Regions from separate parts of the Pan troglodytes genome. Here region 2 is linked to region 1. Evidence: chromatin contacts called from public Hi-C data. All regions are on one chromosome and are shown on one strand. The core of a region is the stretch at or near the end of the contact, and the rest is flanking DNA. Distances in the headings are between cores, read along the strand shown.

The links. A called contact is a pair of places that touch in the nucleus more often than the background predicts.
Region 2: a Hi-C map of induced pluripotent stem cells shows a contact between it and region 1, with 1.7 times the contacts expected there. The contact joins two enhancer-like sites. A contact is called at or near these places in 1 of 7 Hi-C or Micro-C datasets (induced pluripotent stem cells) and 1 of 1 other capture datasets (stem cell-derived neural stem cells).

Annotation. Positions count from the first base shown.
Region 1 is chr5:48,144,580-48,152,394 of NHGRI_mPanTro3-v2.0_pri, forward strand. It overlaps TRERF1 (transcriptional regulating factor 1), which reads right to left. Exons shown (of 18, transcript XM_063813036.1): 8 at 7,269-7,517; 9 at 3,411-3,795; 10 at 2,205-2,271; 11 at 1,033-1,172; 12 at 798-901. Among named protein-coding and RNA genes, the nearest start is that of MRPS10, 42 kb to the left of the region's middle. Within about 2 kb of position 5,167, at least 5 of the 24 cell types and tissues checked have an H3K27ac peak or open chromatin away from gene starts, as enhancers often do. A contact at or near this core is called in induced pluripotent stem cells and stem cell-derived neural stem cells, where this site is marked.
Region 2 is chr5:48,328,031-48,335,845 of NHGRI_mPanTro3-v2.0_pri, forward strand. All of the region lies in intron 2 of TRERF1 (transcriptional regulating factor 1), which reads right to left. Among named protein-coding and RNA genes, the nearest start is that of TRERF1, 9.2 kb to the right of the region's middle. Within about 2 kb of position 2,836, at least 8 of the 24 cell types and tissues checked have an H3K27ac peak or open chromatin away from gene starts, as enhancers often do. A contact at or near this core is called in induced pluripotent stem cells and stem cell-derived neural stem cells, where this site is marked.

The sequences.
Region 1 (7,815 bases), core at 3,917-6,416:
AGACCAGCCTGGCCAACATGATGAAACCCCATCTCTACTGAAAATACAAAAACTAGCCAGGCATGGTGGCATGCACCAGTAATTCCAGCTACTAGGAAGGCTGAGGAGGGAGAATCGCTTGAACCCAGGAGGCAGAGGTTGCGGTGAGCCGAGATCATGCCACTGCACTCCAGCCTGGGCGATAGAGTGAGACTCCATCTTAAAAAAAAAAAAAAAAAAAAGGAAGTCCAGGTTGAGCAGGTCAACTGTTAGCTCTGATTTTGGGAAGATAGCACCAAGGCATGGGTTTGGGAACATCTGCAGAACTGTGTTAAAAGTGGAAGAATGGAACCAGTTGGTGAACAGTAAACACTTTATTTTGGTTAGAGGAGAAAAGAGTTCTATAAACATCAAACTTTGGCTGATTTCCATAGTAGGGAAGAAGAATCAGCAGAGTATGATAGGCTATTTTAGACCAACTTCTGCTTCAGTAAAGCCTTCTACCTCCATCACTGGAGACTCAGTTTTCTGATGTGAAATGCAAGATGTGGAAAAGAAATTCTAATGTCCTAGGACAGATGTACCCACAGTTCTAACTTTAGGAACAGATGTGGAAACAGAAATCCAATTGGAGATTTTTTTCTACAGACTTTAACATCCTGACCTACTCACCGAGAGAAGGAATAGGGAGGCGTGCTGATTGGTCATCATGCGCCGATTGGTCATTACAAATTGGTTGTATGGTACATGAGACAATATTGAAACTTGGGAAAATACTCTTCAGGAATTTGTAAAGCCTCTTTTTCATGGTTCCTTACCATCACATCACCTTTGGCCTCAAACAGAGAGTGCAAAGCAAATTCAGAATTGGTCCCTCCACCTGGCAATGCACTGGAACAGCACAAATTCAGAAGATTCTCCACTGTTGGGAATAAGGAGAAGCCAATGCATCAGAGAGAGCTGAGTGTAATGGAAAACACACCAATCCCAGAGCCAGTGATCTCAGTGAGAGAATCAAACCTTTCCCACCCAGCTCTTCCCATATGCCAATACCTCTTTGCTGGAGGTCATGGTTTTCTAGTTCTGGCCAGGGCTTCCATACCAGTGTGGCCTTGTGTGTGTCCTGGGCCAGGGCAGAGATATCTTGGAGTTCAGGGATTTCTGCTTGGAATCTCAAGCCAATGTTGATGCGTCTTTAAATGACAAGAAGAAAAACAACAATGTGGTCTTCAATTTGATGGCTCAGGCCAAGGGCAACTGTCAGGAACTTGAAAAAGAAGGAAACTAGTTCTTTCTGCAAGAATGCAGGGGCATTTCCTCACAGTGTGACCCTAAGATTCCACACGTGGCCTTTTCACTGGGATAAGGAACAGCTTTAAGATTAGGGAGAAATATTTTAGGAGCAAGGGGGCAGTCGGCCTGGGGCTTTTACAGCTCCCTGTAACTGGGAGAGGGAGGGTGATTATTTCCAACATAGCAGTTTCCCAGAGCATGGCCAATGGTGCCATTTAACAACACAAAAAAGGGGACAAATACAAAGCATTCTTTTTTTTATCTCTTTCAGATCACTTTCACAGATATTATCCCATCCGAACCTCACAGAGATCTGTGATGTAAGCAAGGCTGGAATAATTACTCCCATTTGACAAGTCAACTAAACCCTATAAAGGTTAACTGGATCAAGATCAAATTACAAAATGGTGTTGGAACTTAGGTTTTTTGATTCCTGACTCAATCTACTCACCACTCTACCACCTGGCCTCTTTTCTGTGCCTATCCATGAAAATAACCACCTTTGCCTCTCCTAATACCACCCACTGCCTATGCAAAATTAAAGTACTTAACAAGTCCATTTGGAGGACTGGTCAAGAACTGGGGAGGGGGGAAGTGAAGACATTCAGAAGGAGCCTCTTAAAGAATGAGCCACCCGGAGGGAGATGCCTGTGTCACTGGGGATGAGAAAGCACTGCCTGTGGAGCCAGACGCAGGGACGCTAGGCTCTCTGAATACAGGGCTTCATGCTTTGACCATGTATTTAGTCTTTGGCAAAGGCCTTGAAATACTGGCAACCATTGTGCAGGGAAACAACAGTACTCAAGAAATAACCACGATCCTACAATTTCTACAACTGCTCTCTCAGTGTAATCCTCTGACTACAAAAGTATTAACTATACTTCTCAAGAAGCTGAGGCTTCTGTTCTAAAGAGTAATTGACTTTTCCTTACGGTTCAACATCTACAGTCTGCTCTCCAGGCCCTGGGGTGACCGTCACGTTGCTGCCATCGATGCTGTCTAAAACACAAAAATCAGAGGTCACTAGTCAACAGGGAAGGAATGTTGAAAAAGACTAAAGCAAATGAGCAGTTACCTAACCAGCCATAATAGAGCTCCTCTCCTACCCAGCTCCTGCCAGAGTTATCCTTGACAGTTTCCAGGGAGCTGGGTGGAGTATGGTGCAAAATAACTTAGGGTTACCCATTTCTCACACAGGGTGAGGAGAAGCCAGCTGTCCCACAATGGTCTGCTAAGCGGTATGATTTCTATGCAATTATTCTTGCTCCAGAAAGAGATCCTAGCCTCTCTATGCTTGATTTTTATAAAGCATGCTAACATGTCAAGGCTTGATCTTGCATGTAATACCTAATCTTATTTGTACATCTACTGAGTACATTTTCTTTTTTTTGAGACGGAGTCTCGCTCCTTCGCCCAGGCGGGAGTGCCGTGGCGCGATGTCGGCTCACTGCAGCCTCCGCTTCCCGGGTTCAAGAGATTCTCCTGCCTCAGTCTCCTGAGTAGCTGGAACTACAGGTGCCTGCTACCACATCCCGCTATTTTTTTTTTTTTGAGACCGAGTTTCGCTCTCATCCCCCAGGCTAGAGTGCAGTGGCACGATCTTGGCTCACTGCAACCTCTGCCTCCCAGGTTTAAGCGATTCTCCTGCCTCAGCTTCCCGAGTAGCTGGGATTACAGGTGCGTGCCACCATGCCCGGCTAATTTTTGTATTTTTAGTAGAGACGGGGTTTCACCATGTTGGCCAGGCTGGTGTCCAACTCCCGGCCTCAAGTGATCCACCCGCCTCGACCTCCGAAAACGCTGGGATTACAGGTGTGAGCCACCGCGCCCGGTCTCATTTTTTCTCTCTTGCACGATCATTGCTGGCAGTCTTAAAAAGTGGGTGAACATTTCAACTGTTTCCTTATCCCAGAGACTGTAGTGATCACTTTATGCATCTGTCTCCCAATTAGACTGCGATTCCCTTGAGGATAAGGGCTATGTATTCCAAGTCTTTCTTAACACCCAGCAGCGTGTGCTACATACAGCCAATACTCCGCAAAAGTCTGTGGGATAAATGAGAAAGCTAAAGAAAACGAGATGTCCCAGGACTTTACCCAGCACCCAGAGCCCAGGAGGACGCTAAAGGGGTGACTCACTGGAGCGACACAGCAGCACCCGTGGTGTGGGCGTCAGGGGCGTCAGGGGCAGCTGCGGGTGGGCGCCAGGGCCGTGGCCGGAGATGAGGACATTGCTGAAGAGCCCCGAGCCCTGGCGCACCGGGCTCAGCATGGGTGGGGGCGTGTAAGGGGGCAGCTCGTGGGTGGGGTCCAGGAGCAGGTGGTCCCCGAGGACGCGCGGGGAGCGCAGCTGGCTCTGGTACAGGGTGGCGCCCGAGTAGGAGGCGGCGGGGTTCGGGTTGTAGGAGGGCGGCGGCGGGATGAAGAGAGGTTCCGGCCGGTGCCGGAACTTTTTCTTCTCCTGCACGGTCTTGAGGGGCTCCTCGGCTTTGGGCACACTCGGCTGATGCTTCCTGGGGATTTCCTAAAACCGGAACAACGATCTGATTCGAATACTTCAGCTTCCCCCGCAGGCCATTTCCACAGGTTCAGGGAAGGGGGCCTTCTACTGTCTAAGCAGAGAGCCCTTCTGCTTGACCCCCCCACCCCCAACGCCCCCACATTCTGACCACATCCATTTTAGGCAAAGCGAGTTCTGGTTGCTAGACTAGGGAGAAAACTAAGGTTTTGGAAGAAATCCCTAATTTCTGAAAGAGCTGGGGGTGGTAGGAATAGTGGGTGGGCAAGAAGTAATAAATTCAAATTCTTTATTGCTTATCACTACATTCCCATCTGTTTGAGTGGAATCCAGCTGAGTGGGCTCTTTAATTCCCCCACTGCTCCCCAGGGACGGACATCAGGAACAGATACCACATGTTCTGAGAAGGGGACAGAATAATCTCTTCAGGGAAGCATGGGACCGAGACCTGTGAGGCAGGAAGTGGGGGTTCAAGCCTAGCCAAGGTTCCTAAGGCCAGCGACCCACACCGGGCTCTCCTGGGTCACTTTCAGCAGGGGAGAGAGCCTTCGATGACCTCTAAGGGCCCTTCCATGTGCTCACCTAAAAACGGATCTGGTTAACCTCCCCCGTCACCACCCCTCACTATTGCTCCCAGAACTCGTAGCTTATTTGTAGCAAACCCTTCTCTGAGGTTGGCTTCCTGTCAGGAGAGTTAGTTTATTTTAATGGCAGCGGAACCAAGCATAGTCTGGAAGGAGGATCTGCCACATGGATACATATATACTAATAAGTAAACATAGGCACGTAAACAGATGAGCAGGGCATGCCAAAGCCAAACAGAAACAGACTCGGGTTGTGTGGTAGCATCAGCCCAGAAAAGTCGAGAGCTGGGTGTGGCTGCAGAGGCAGTGTGGTTGGGAGGGGCCACGGGGATACCTGAGGGAAGGTTCTGGGCAGTCTGGGGTGCCCTCTCAGGCCCTGCAGGCCAGGGGCCAGTCACAGCTGCAGGTCCTGGAGACTCCTGAGCCCAGGGTGGCGCCTGGGTAGGAAGCAGCAGGGGGTGATGGGAAGGGCTGGCTACAGTCATGTGACCATCTGCCTCCAGGCCATGTGACCTGCCCCATGGGCTCCTCTGCTCTGGGCTCCTCTCCCTCCAGAGCTTCAGGCTCTGCCCCCTTCTGTTTCTCCCTCAGCTTCTCTGCCTTCCGTGGTGCCATCCTGGCCTCTAGGAGAGGAGTCTAGGGAGGCAGAGAGTGGGGAAAGGAGGAGGGGGCAGAGGGTCCCAGGCTCCCGGCTCCAGAGTGAGGTTCCTAACTACCCCCGCCCCCACCCCTCCCCTACCCCCGCGCCTCACCCCCAGGGGACCCTCCTTAGGCCAGCGCGCTCAACCGCCTCTTTTCTCCACCAGAGGGCTCCTCAGCGCCTGAGGCTGAGGCCAGAGAGGGGCAGAGGAGAATGGGGGAAGGAGGCCTGTGCCCCCCACAAGGGGAGCAGCCCTGAAGATACACTCTGTTCCCGGGTAACAGATAAGATCATCCAAGAACATGCAGACCTTATATGATCTCAACGCGGCACTGCAATCCAGACCTCTGATCACAGGGCCAGAGGTCCCTTTTGGGCTCCCTCTCCTCCAGCTTCTTGTCCTGTTACTCCAGCTCTAAACCTGGATTTTCCGATCCTCCAGGCAAGGCTCTGAGCCACTGGGCAAGAGAAGCCACCCAGGATGTCATATATGGTTGTCACTTGAGAGGAAGCACTTACAGTGTTCCACCCCACCAAGCTATTTGGACACTTTGGGGGTGAGGCCAAGCACTGAAAACTTTAAAAAGCTGCCCACAGAGAAGGATGAGAACCACTGATGAGTCCAACCCTATCAAGGTCAGGGGAGGAAACTGAGGCTGTGAGTGGGGGGCAGGTCTCAGCTGTCTTCATCCCAGCTGGCTAGGAGCCAAACTGAGATGGGCACTCGGGGCTCCTTCCTGGATGTTTTAATTTCTTTACATTAAGTGCCAGGGCCTTGTTCCCATGTATTCAGTCCCACCTACATGCTTCCACTTCAGCCTACCGCCCCCACCAACGAGGTCTCTCTCACCCTTCCATTAAGCCAAGTTCATCCCTTCCTTCAAAATCCTGCTCAGAACTCTAATGGTGATCTCCTGAGCAAACTCCCTTGCCCCTCCCCAGTCCATAATGACTTTGGCTACCCAGGTGTATTCTCATCCAGTCACACTTAAAGCATCAATTTCTTGTCTGCCCCTGTCTTTCTCTTACCATCTTGAAGGGGTGGGGGTGTGTGCCTGGGACTCTGACCCCCATGTGACTATGAACTCTTAATTGAGAGTTCCCCAAGGGAACTATTTCCCCAAGGAAACACTGTTTCTCCTGCCAAAGCACGAACTTCCCTGGGCAAAGAGGGAGCTTGGATGTGTCATTTCATCTCTCTGCCTGTTGCTGACCCCCAAGTCCTGACGGCTTATGAGAATCTTCCTCCAAGTTCTCCATCAGTTTCTCTTCTTTTGAGGACTTGATATTACACAGATAACCATAAAGGTTTTTTTCTGTACTTTTCTAGTTGTATTCATTATCTTCTCTCCCTCTATCCTGGCCCAGCCTACCCTTATGCCTCCTGGATTCTCAGCAGCTACCTATTCCTAAGGACAAATATGACCCAACATGCCACTTTGTGGGGAGGGGGTAGGTCTGATATTGCCAACCACACAGGTCACAAATTCCCTAGGGGCCGAGAGACAGACACAGAGAGAGAGAGAGAGAGAGAGACAGAGAGAGGGAAACCCTTCCCAGAGGCAAATTAAGCTGTTTGAGTGAAGCACTTAAAATTGGAGAAAGGAGAACAGTGAGTGAGAAAAACAAATCTCTTTGCTTTCCTGAGATTAGGGGTGGGTGGCTCTCAGTGGAACTACTTTGGGAACTTTAACGAATTAGGTTCTCCAGGGTATTTAAGCAGACAAAAATATTAAGCAACTGGTAAGGCTGCTTGTCAGAATGGATGCCAGGGCTATTGCCTGGAAGCCTGCTGCGCCAGTGGTTACCTCTTTGGTTGTGGATTTGGGAGGTCTGGAGATCCTGGGGAAGGGGCCAGGGCCTGGGGCAACAGCTGCTTACTTTCTGGGATATGGTACTTCCATATTTCAATAATGGCTACGATTGTCTCAGTGATTCCCAGCTGAATGATCATCTCTGTTTAAACCTGGGAACACTTTCGGGTCTCTCAGAATCTAACCTAGGCCATTAGTTTGGCATTTAATGGGGAGCAGGCAGTGTGAACAAGGGTAGGGTTCCCAATGTGGCCACGGGTTCAGCCCTGAGAGACCAAGCCGTATCCAAGCTCAGGTCAGTGACTCTGGAAGGGCCGCCCCATCTCCAAGAAAGCAAAGGGATGTCCCCACCCAGGCAGGTGGGGCAGAGCAGCAACTCACAGCAGGCGTGCGGGGGGCAGCCCCTTGGGGTGAGTGTGGGGGAGAGAGGGTCATCCTCACGAGCACAGGCATCTCGTCGTCCGACATCGAGCTGGCTGGCTTGTCTCTGGCGGAGGGGGCGGCAACGGTGCTGTTGGTGAACCCCTGAGAGCTGGGCTTGGGCGGGAGAAGCTTGACAGGGACAGACACGGGCATGACCATAGGCGTGAGGCTTTCTGCCTCGGGAGGGAGCTGTGGTGGCGGCGGAGGCGGAGGCGGAGGCGGCAGTGGTGGCTGGGGCTGAGGCGGCAGGACCTTCTCTCCTTCCTCCTACACAGACAATAAAGGCTTTGATCCTGGGCTGAGAGCAGCTCTCACAAGGGGGATGCACTTTGCTTTTCCCGAAAAGTTCCAGGACATCAGGTATGGGTGATAGAGAACCGCTGCAGGGCGATTTCCTTCCTGCAATCCTGAGTCCCTTGGCTGGAGTGATGCCAGCTGATGGTGGAAGAGGCTGGACTCCATTTTTTACAGTTAAAAATTCTTGACCATGCATTACTTGTATATTAAACTATTTTTTAAAAATTGTGCATTACTTGTATATTAAACTATTTTTTTAAAATTGTGT
Region 2 (7,815 bases), core at 1,586-4,085, 180 kb after region 1:
TCTCCTTCAACATCACTGCCACTTGCCCCTGTGTTTCCAACACTTTCCTAAGTAGTCTCCTGGCCTGCAGACTCAACCCCTCCAGACTGGACTCCGTTCCCCCACACATGCTTCCTAACTCCAAAACCTTCAGTGACTCCCCTACTGCCTACAGGGTCAGGACTACACTCCGTAACGTGACATCGGGTTCTCCCTGCCCAATCCCTGCTCACCTCTCCAGCCTCATCATCTGGCAACTGTCTCTGAGACAGTAAGTGCCAGGCCCCAGGATGGGTGCTGGGGACACAATAAATAAGACATGGTATACCCTTAAGAAGCTGAAAGTCGGCTGGGGACAGTGGCGGGCACCTGTAATCCCAGCTACTCAGGAGGCCGAGGCAGGAGAATCACTTTAACCTGGGAGGCGGAGGTTGCGGTGAGCTGAGATCGCACTGCTGCACTCCAGCCTGGGCGACAGAGCAAGACTCTGTCTCAAAAATAAATCAATAGATAAACAAATAAGACTCCAAAACAAACAAACAAACAAAGGGACTCCGAGGGCACCCTGGCCCATTCCGCCATGTGAGGACCCGGTAAGAAGACGACCATCTAAGACCAAATCTGCCCCTGCCTTGTTCTTGGACCACCTGGCCTTCTGAACTGTTAGAAATAAAAGTTTGTTATTTGAGCCACTCAGTCTATTACATTTTTGTTATAGTAGCCCAAACAAAGACAGAGGGATAAGCCTAGCTGCTCCAGACAGTATGTCCTGTGAACTTCTTCAGAAATTCTGCCTTTTTCTGGTGGGCATCACTGTGTGTCGTATTTCCATGTTCACATGACAGTCCTTCACTAGACTCTGAGCTCCTCTTATTTGTCCTGGCATTTCCAGCCATTGGGACAATCCTAATACATGGCAGTCACTCAATAAATGCTTGATGAACAAGCTGTCAGCAAAGCCACCCACCGTGGCCTGGCAGGGATGGGGGCAGGGCACTCATCTCTTCTAACAAGGCTATGAGACCCTTGACCTTCCTTAGAATAACACCTCACTCCAGGAACTCAGGAAAGATTCTCTTAAACATCCTGAGCACTCTACCCATAGCTGTCAACGGCAGGCCTCATTTGCAGCTCTAGATATTTTGCTGAGGTTCTTAGAGTCTAGAGGTCTGTACATAGCAAGTATACAGTGACTAGGCAATTTCTAAAGGCAGCATAGTCTAAGGATCAGGAGCCAGTCTTTGGAGCGGGTCCTGAGTTTGGATACCAGCTCCGCCACGCAGCACCTGTCCTTAAACAAGTTGCTGAAACCCCCCGAGCCTCAGTTTCCTCAAGTGTGAAGTGGACATCACATCTGCTTCCTACAATTGTAGGAGAATGAAATGGCTAAAATATCCACACAAGGCCAGGCATATAGTAAGCTTTCTATAAATAGCAGTTACTACTACTAAAGCGATCTGGAGCCCTAATGCTGATACCCCATGGCCTATGCAAATTCCTGAGCCCCTAAATAGGCTCTTCTTGGTGTGCTCTGGGAGGTCAAAGATATCCAATCTCTGACTCACAATATGTTGCCAAAATTCTCCTCAAATTCCCAAGAGAAAATGTATTTTAATTCCCTCTAACTTTAAAAAATTAAACAGTTCTTACAGCATTTTGGGGTGGCAGGGGTGAGGAAGGAGCCCACAAAATCCAACAAGCAGCTTTTAAAAGGTTACAAACTGATTGGAGAAAGAAAGAAGGCAGCTGGAGGGGGTGAGAAGCGGGGATGGAGACAATCCCCTGAGTTTCTGCTATTATTGAATACCCCAACTCTCAAAGTAGCCCGGCTGCCCCCTCCTCCACGTGCGCTAAGCTCTGTTAATGAGAAAGCCGAGCTCTGCCTACATTACCACAATAATGATTTCCCGGTTGCATTTTTACATGCCTGCCGCTTTATCACAGCAGAAGTAGACATATATTTTCAATAAATCCCTTCTCTCCTTTCCCCTCCCCAACTCGAGCTCTCCCAGTAAATGCTGTTCCCTCTGCACCCTCCCCCAGTGCAATCCCAACCCTGGAGCACAATGAGTTCCACTAATCAAAACAGAAAGAAAAAGAAAAATGGAAAAATCACAGCTGCTGAAAAACAGCATTTGCTACAAGTCAAAGCCCTCTACATTTTTTCTGCACGCAGCATTTACTTCTTCAAGGACACATCACCCCGCCTCTATCAGAAATCTTACGTAGAGTTGCTCAAAGGGGAAGGAGGAGGGGGTGGGTGAAGAAATCTAATATTCAGTCTCTTTCCTATTTTGACTAAGCCAGCACAGACAGAAATATAGATAAGGCCTTGAATAACTGATTTAACAAAATGTCACTTATTAAAAGGAATGGGGGATGGGACAGCATTTGCATTCGAGAGCTCAGTTAAACCACCCCAGCTAAAGGCTGCAAGGCCAAGGCAAGGCAAGGGGGAAGAAAATATTTCTCAGGTCTGGTCTTCTTCAGTGGCTGCAAGGACTGGGCCTGGTAGCAGAGAAGCCTGGATTTCTCCTTCCATTAAGAACCAATGGCGAGAAAACCAGGGGTTTTAAAAAAAAAAAAAAGAAAGAAAAACCCAGCTGATTCTTAAGTAAGCATTTTTACAGCACTAACTAGTGTCAGGCTCTGTGCTAGAGGCCGGGGGGTACAGAAATGAGTGATGACCCAGTTCTGCCTTCCCCAAGCTCCCAGTCCAGAGGGGTGAAAGACACGTCCCACTGCAAGTATGACAGCAGCAGCCTTATAAACCAAGGGCAGCAGGAGCCCAGGAACAGCCCTTCCAGCCCACCCACTGCCCTGGCCAGGCCCAGGCACACAGAGCCATCAAGAAAGACTTAAGGAATGAGCGTTTGCGAGGTTTGAATTCCATACTGCCTTCTAAAGAAGCTCAGACTCTTCAAAAGGAAAGAGGCCCCTAAATGTCCTTACTTACTGTGGCTCCCCCTGAAAACCCCTCAGCTCGCATGTATTCACCCAATTAACAAAGAAAAGCGAACTCAAGCCCCAATACTTCAGAATCAGCCTCATTACTGGTGTCCTTCAGTTGAATTTAAGGGAGCTTGGTATCTCCTATTGTAATGACAACAGAGGGAACTCAAACGACACTCCTATTAAAACTCCTTGGGCATCAACTCCAGCTTTTTTTCTTTTCCTTTAAAAAGAAAAAAAATCTTTCAAAGGAGTTAGATTGGGGGCAGTTTCCCAAAGACCAAGGGAGGCCCTAGGAGCAGCCTCTGTAATGACAAAGACCCCTAGAGGCCCTCAGGAAGGATTCTTTCTGAGGGACCAAGCTGTCCAGGGCCCTGTTATCTCCAAAGTCAGAGCCCAGGGGCTAGAGGCCACACCATCTAGAAATGACCACTAGACCACCCAGGTCCCTCTGCTGAGGGGCCCCACAGAAGGGACAGAGCTGACAGTAGGACACAGATGGCAAATAGCTGCCCAATTTGTTAAAGTCAAGTCTTGGCCTTCATTATAAGGCAGCCTTAAAGCTTTGTGCTCCAGAATAATGGAGGCAGACAATTTAAGTTTTCAAAAATGTCATGCCAAAAACATGCTTAAATCATCTGAGTATTTCCAACTAAGTTCATTGGAGTTGTAAGCCCAAAACACCCAGATGATCTTCCTGGTTTCCATGATCTTTTACATATATTCTGTACCACATTCTTTTATTTAATGCTGTATAGTATTATCTATTTCAGAGTGCACAAAATTTGGAAACCATTCAAATTGTGGCATTAAATCAGGGCTTTGGATGCTGGCTGAACAGGTGACTCTTAGTTGATCATTTATTTATATTTTCCAATTTTACTTCTCGAGCCTCAGTTTCCTCAGCTATAAAATGAGGACATCTACCTTCTCTGGTTGTTGCAGAACACAAATAAGATACGTCAAAGAGGCTTTGGAACTACAAAATGCGAGTTATTTCAGTGATGGCCTCCATTTCCTCTCTCTCTGATTTTTCGTTGATTTCTTCCTTCTCTCTATGAAACCAAATCGGTATCAGTTCCACTGTTTTTCAAAATCAACGACACATATTTATTATACAAATACAGAAGAAGCCCCATTATCCACAGGTGTGGCAAAATCTCAATAATTGCTAAATCTAGGTGATGAGTACAAGAGAGTTCATTATACTAGCCTCTCTGCTTTTGTGTATGTTTAAAGTTTTTTCATAATAAAGATCATTTTTAAATAAATAAATAAAGCTTCACCTTCTTAGGCAGAGGCCAGGAGCCCGATTAGTGAAAAGCGCTGGATATCTTTTTAAAATGAGAATTGACTTTCCAGCATACACAGTAAGACTAAGGGCTAATGACTGCTTTTAGGTAGATTCAGCTTCATAGCACAATCCTTATTTGCAAAACAAACACTGAATGCAAATGAAGACGGCTAAGACCCTAGAACCTCAGTCGGGTTTCTTGGGGTAGGTTCAAGGTTCTCCTGCACCCAGTTCACAGGATTCTTTGTGGAGCAAACCAAGTTTATTTGGCCCTTTGGGTGGGCAGGTCCCAGATTCTGAATATGGAATCAGAATTTGAACCTGTATTGACTGGCACTGCCCAGCCAGCATTTCTGAGGCCAGCCTTTCAACAAGAAGAGCAGTTTTGCTAAAGGATCACAGAGAACTTGAAAACCCCAAATAGAAGGCAGCTACACGTAGGGAACAACAGTGGGAGTGGACAAGGGAAATGTTTCGCTGGCTGTCAGATTTTATATCTGAAAAGAAGACCTGGCTGAAGATCAAGTCGCCTCGCTGCTGCCTCTGTTCTATGCCTCTTACCGTTGACATCGCACTTTCCATACATGATCTGATTCCCTCTCACAACTTGAAGAGGAGAGGTGAAGATGGTACCAGCCCTCTTTTTACAGATGCAGAGAGGCTCAGAGGTCGACTAGTCCAGAGCCTTGGTGTAGAGCTGGATCTCAATCCAGCTCTGACTCTCTCCTTTTCCACCCACCTCCCATGCAGACCCCATGGCTGGGAACCACCGAGGCTGGTAGTCCATGGGATATTTTTTGTGAAAGACAACCTAAACAACAGGCAGCCTTTGCTTTTTTTTTTTTTTTTTTTTTTGCTTTTTTTTTTTCTTTTGAGCTTCTTGCTCAAAACCTATGACAGTACCCACCAACTCTGAACAGGGCTGAAAATCACAGAAGTCTTTTTCTAATCATAGTTTTCAAATAAATTTAATGTGAGGCCCAAATTACTTTAACTGAAGACTCTTTTCTCCAAGCTAAAGAATTCACTCTTTCCTCTGTGCCGCTCAGTAACGCAGTCAAATGTTCAGAAAAATGCAGTACCATTTCTGATGCAGTCTTAACCCTTGAGTCTCTGGCTGGTATCAAGTCCTAAGCCCAAACTCCTTCCCAGGGACAGGGTAGCCTCAGCCTGGGGAGGCAGAGCATCTCGGTCCTCCACAGAGTCCCCTGCCTGCCCACTCCTTAGCATCTGCCCCCTTATCAGTTTTTCTTCCCTGTCATGATGGAGCAAGTCCCTGAAGTATCCCCCACCCCCTTACAAAGGCCAGATCTTCCCCTCAGACCTTCTCAAGGGCTTTTTGCTCAACTGACCCAACTTGTTTCTCTTGATCAGTCACTCCCTCTCCACTGATCTTTCCCATCAGCACACAAATTACCAACCCTTCCAAAAAACCTCTTTCCCTTGTGCACATCCTTCCAGCTCCCACTCCGTTTCTCTGCTCCTCGCCTTTCATCATCAAATTTTGCCAAAGAGTTGACTACACAGGCTGTCCGCAGCTCCTCCCTCACGATCCCCTCCCAACTCTCTCCAGTCGTGGTCCCAGCCAATCCTTCACTCCACTGAAACTGTTCTTCACAAGTCACAGACAGATTCCATTTTGCCAAATTCAGGGCCTGGCGCAGTAGGTCACATCTGTAATCCAGCAGTTGGGGAGGCCAAGGCAGGTGGATCACCTGAGGTCAGGAGTTTGAGACCAGCCTGGCCAACATGGTGAAACCCCATCTCTACTAAAAATATAAAAACCAGCCAGGCGTGGTGACACATGCCTGTAGTCCCAGCTACTCGGGAGGCTAAGGCAAGAGAATCACTTGAACATGGGAGGCAGAGGTTGCATGAGCCGAGATCACGCCACTGCACTCCAGCCTGGACAACAGAGCAAGACTCCATCTCAAAAAAAAAAAAACAAAAAACGATGAAACAAATCCAATGGTGATTTTTCTGGCCTTATCAGCCTCAGGAAACACTACACACACAGACACACACACACACACACACACACACACAGCACACACTTCCTTCACACTGCCTGTTCTTCTGTCTCCACGGGCTCCTTAGGGCATTCTGTCCACTCTCCTGCATTTAAATGCTCTCTCCATGCCGATGGCTCCCACATTTTTATCTCGTGCTAGGTGGTAGATCAGATTACCCTACTTGACACCTCCACTTTGAGTCTAACAGGCACCTCAAACTTAGTGGTGCCCCAACTAAAATATCTTGATTCTGCCCGCCTCCCTCTCCCAATCTTTCTTCATCTCAGGAAACAGCACCACCATCTACTCAACTGCACAAGCCAGAAACCTCGGAGTTCTAGATGCTTCTCCCCACCCCACAGCAGCCCTGCCCATTCTACTCCTAATGAGCATCTCACACCCACCCACTCCTCTCCATGCACCTCCTTCGCCTCCTCCTCCACCTGCCTCTTTACTGTGCTCTGCCTTTCTCTGCTCTCTTCTCCACCAATGCAATCTTCTTAAAACGTGAATTAGGGGCTGTCGCTTCCCACTCCAAACTTTCTTTTGTTTGTTTGTTTTGTTGTTGTTGTTTTTGAGATGAAGGCTCGCTTTGTCACCCAGGCTGGAGTGCAGTGGCACGATCTCCACTCACTGCAACCTTCACCTCCTGGGCTCAAGTGATTCTCCTGCCTCAGCCTCCCAAGTAGCTGGGATCACAGGCATCCGCCACCACGCAGCCTAATTTTTGTATTTTTAGTAAAGACAGTGTTTCACCATGTTGGCCAGGCTGGTCTGGAACTCCTGACCTCAGGCTATCCACCCGCTTCGGCCTCCCGAAGTGCTAGGATTACAGGTGTGAGCCACCGTGCCCAGTCCCACTCCAAACTTTCAATGGCTTCCCACTACACTTCAAATGAAATGTAAACCTTTTCAAAGCCCAGAGAGTCCTGCACAATCATCTCATGCTGCCCTCCCTCCTTCATCCTTGACCACCTGTGCCTCTTTGAGTTCTCCAAAACCAAAGTCCTTCTGCACAGGCTCTCCTCTACTTCATGTGCTGTCTCCCCCAACCCCCAAACCTCAGAGAGGCCTTTCCAGGCTACTCTAATGAAATCCATCCAAGTCACTGGACTTGTGGTTTCATCAGAGCACTGATCACAATTGGCAAGCTATATTTCTTTACATGTCTGCCTCTGGACTGTAAGTGAAGTGGTAAGGGTTAGGGGTATGGGTAGAGGGAGATGATTATGTCTCTTTTAATTATCAATATATTTCTGGAGCTTTAACACAGTGCCTGGCAAATAGTAAGTCCTCAATAAGAAGCTGCCGCATGTATGAAAGAAACCAGGGCTGCTTATGGCATTAAAAAAAACCTCGTTCGCAGCCAGGTGTGGTGCCTCACGCCTGTCATCCCAGCACTTTGGGAGGCCAAGGTGGGCGGATCACTTGAGGCTAGGAGTTCAAGACCAGCCTGGTCAACATGGTGAAACCCTGTCTCTACTAAAATAAAATTAAAAGTAGCTGGGCATGGTGGTGCACGCCTGTAATTCCAGCTAACTGGGAGGCTGGGGCAGGAGGATCACTTGGACCCGAGAG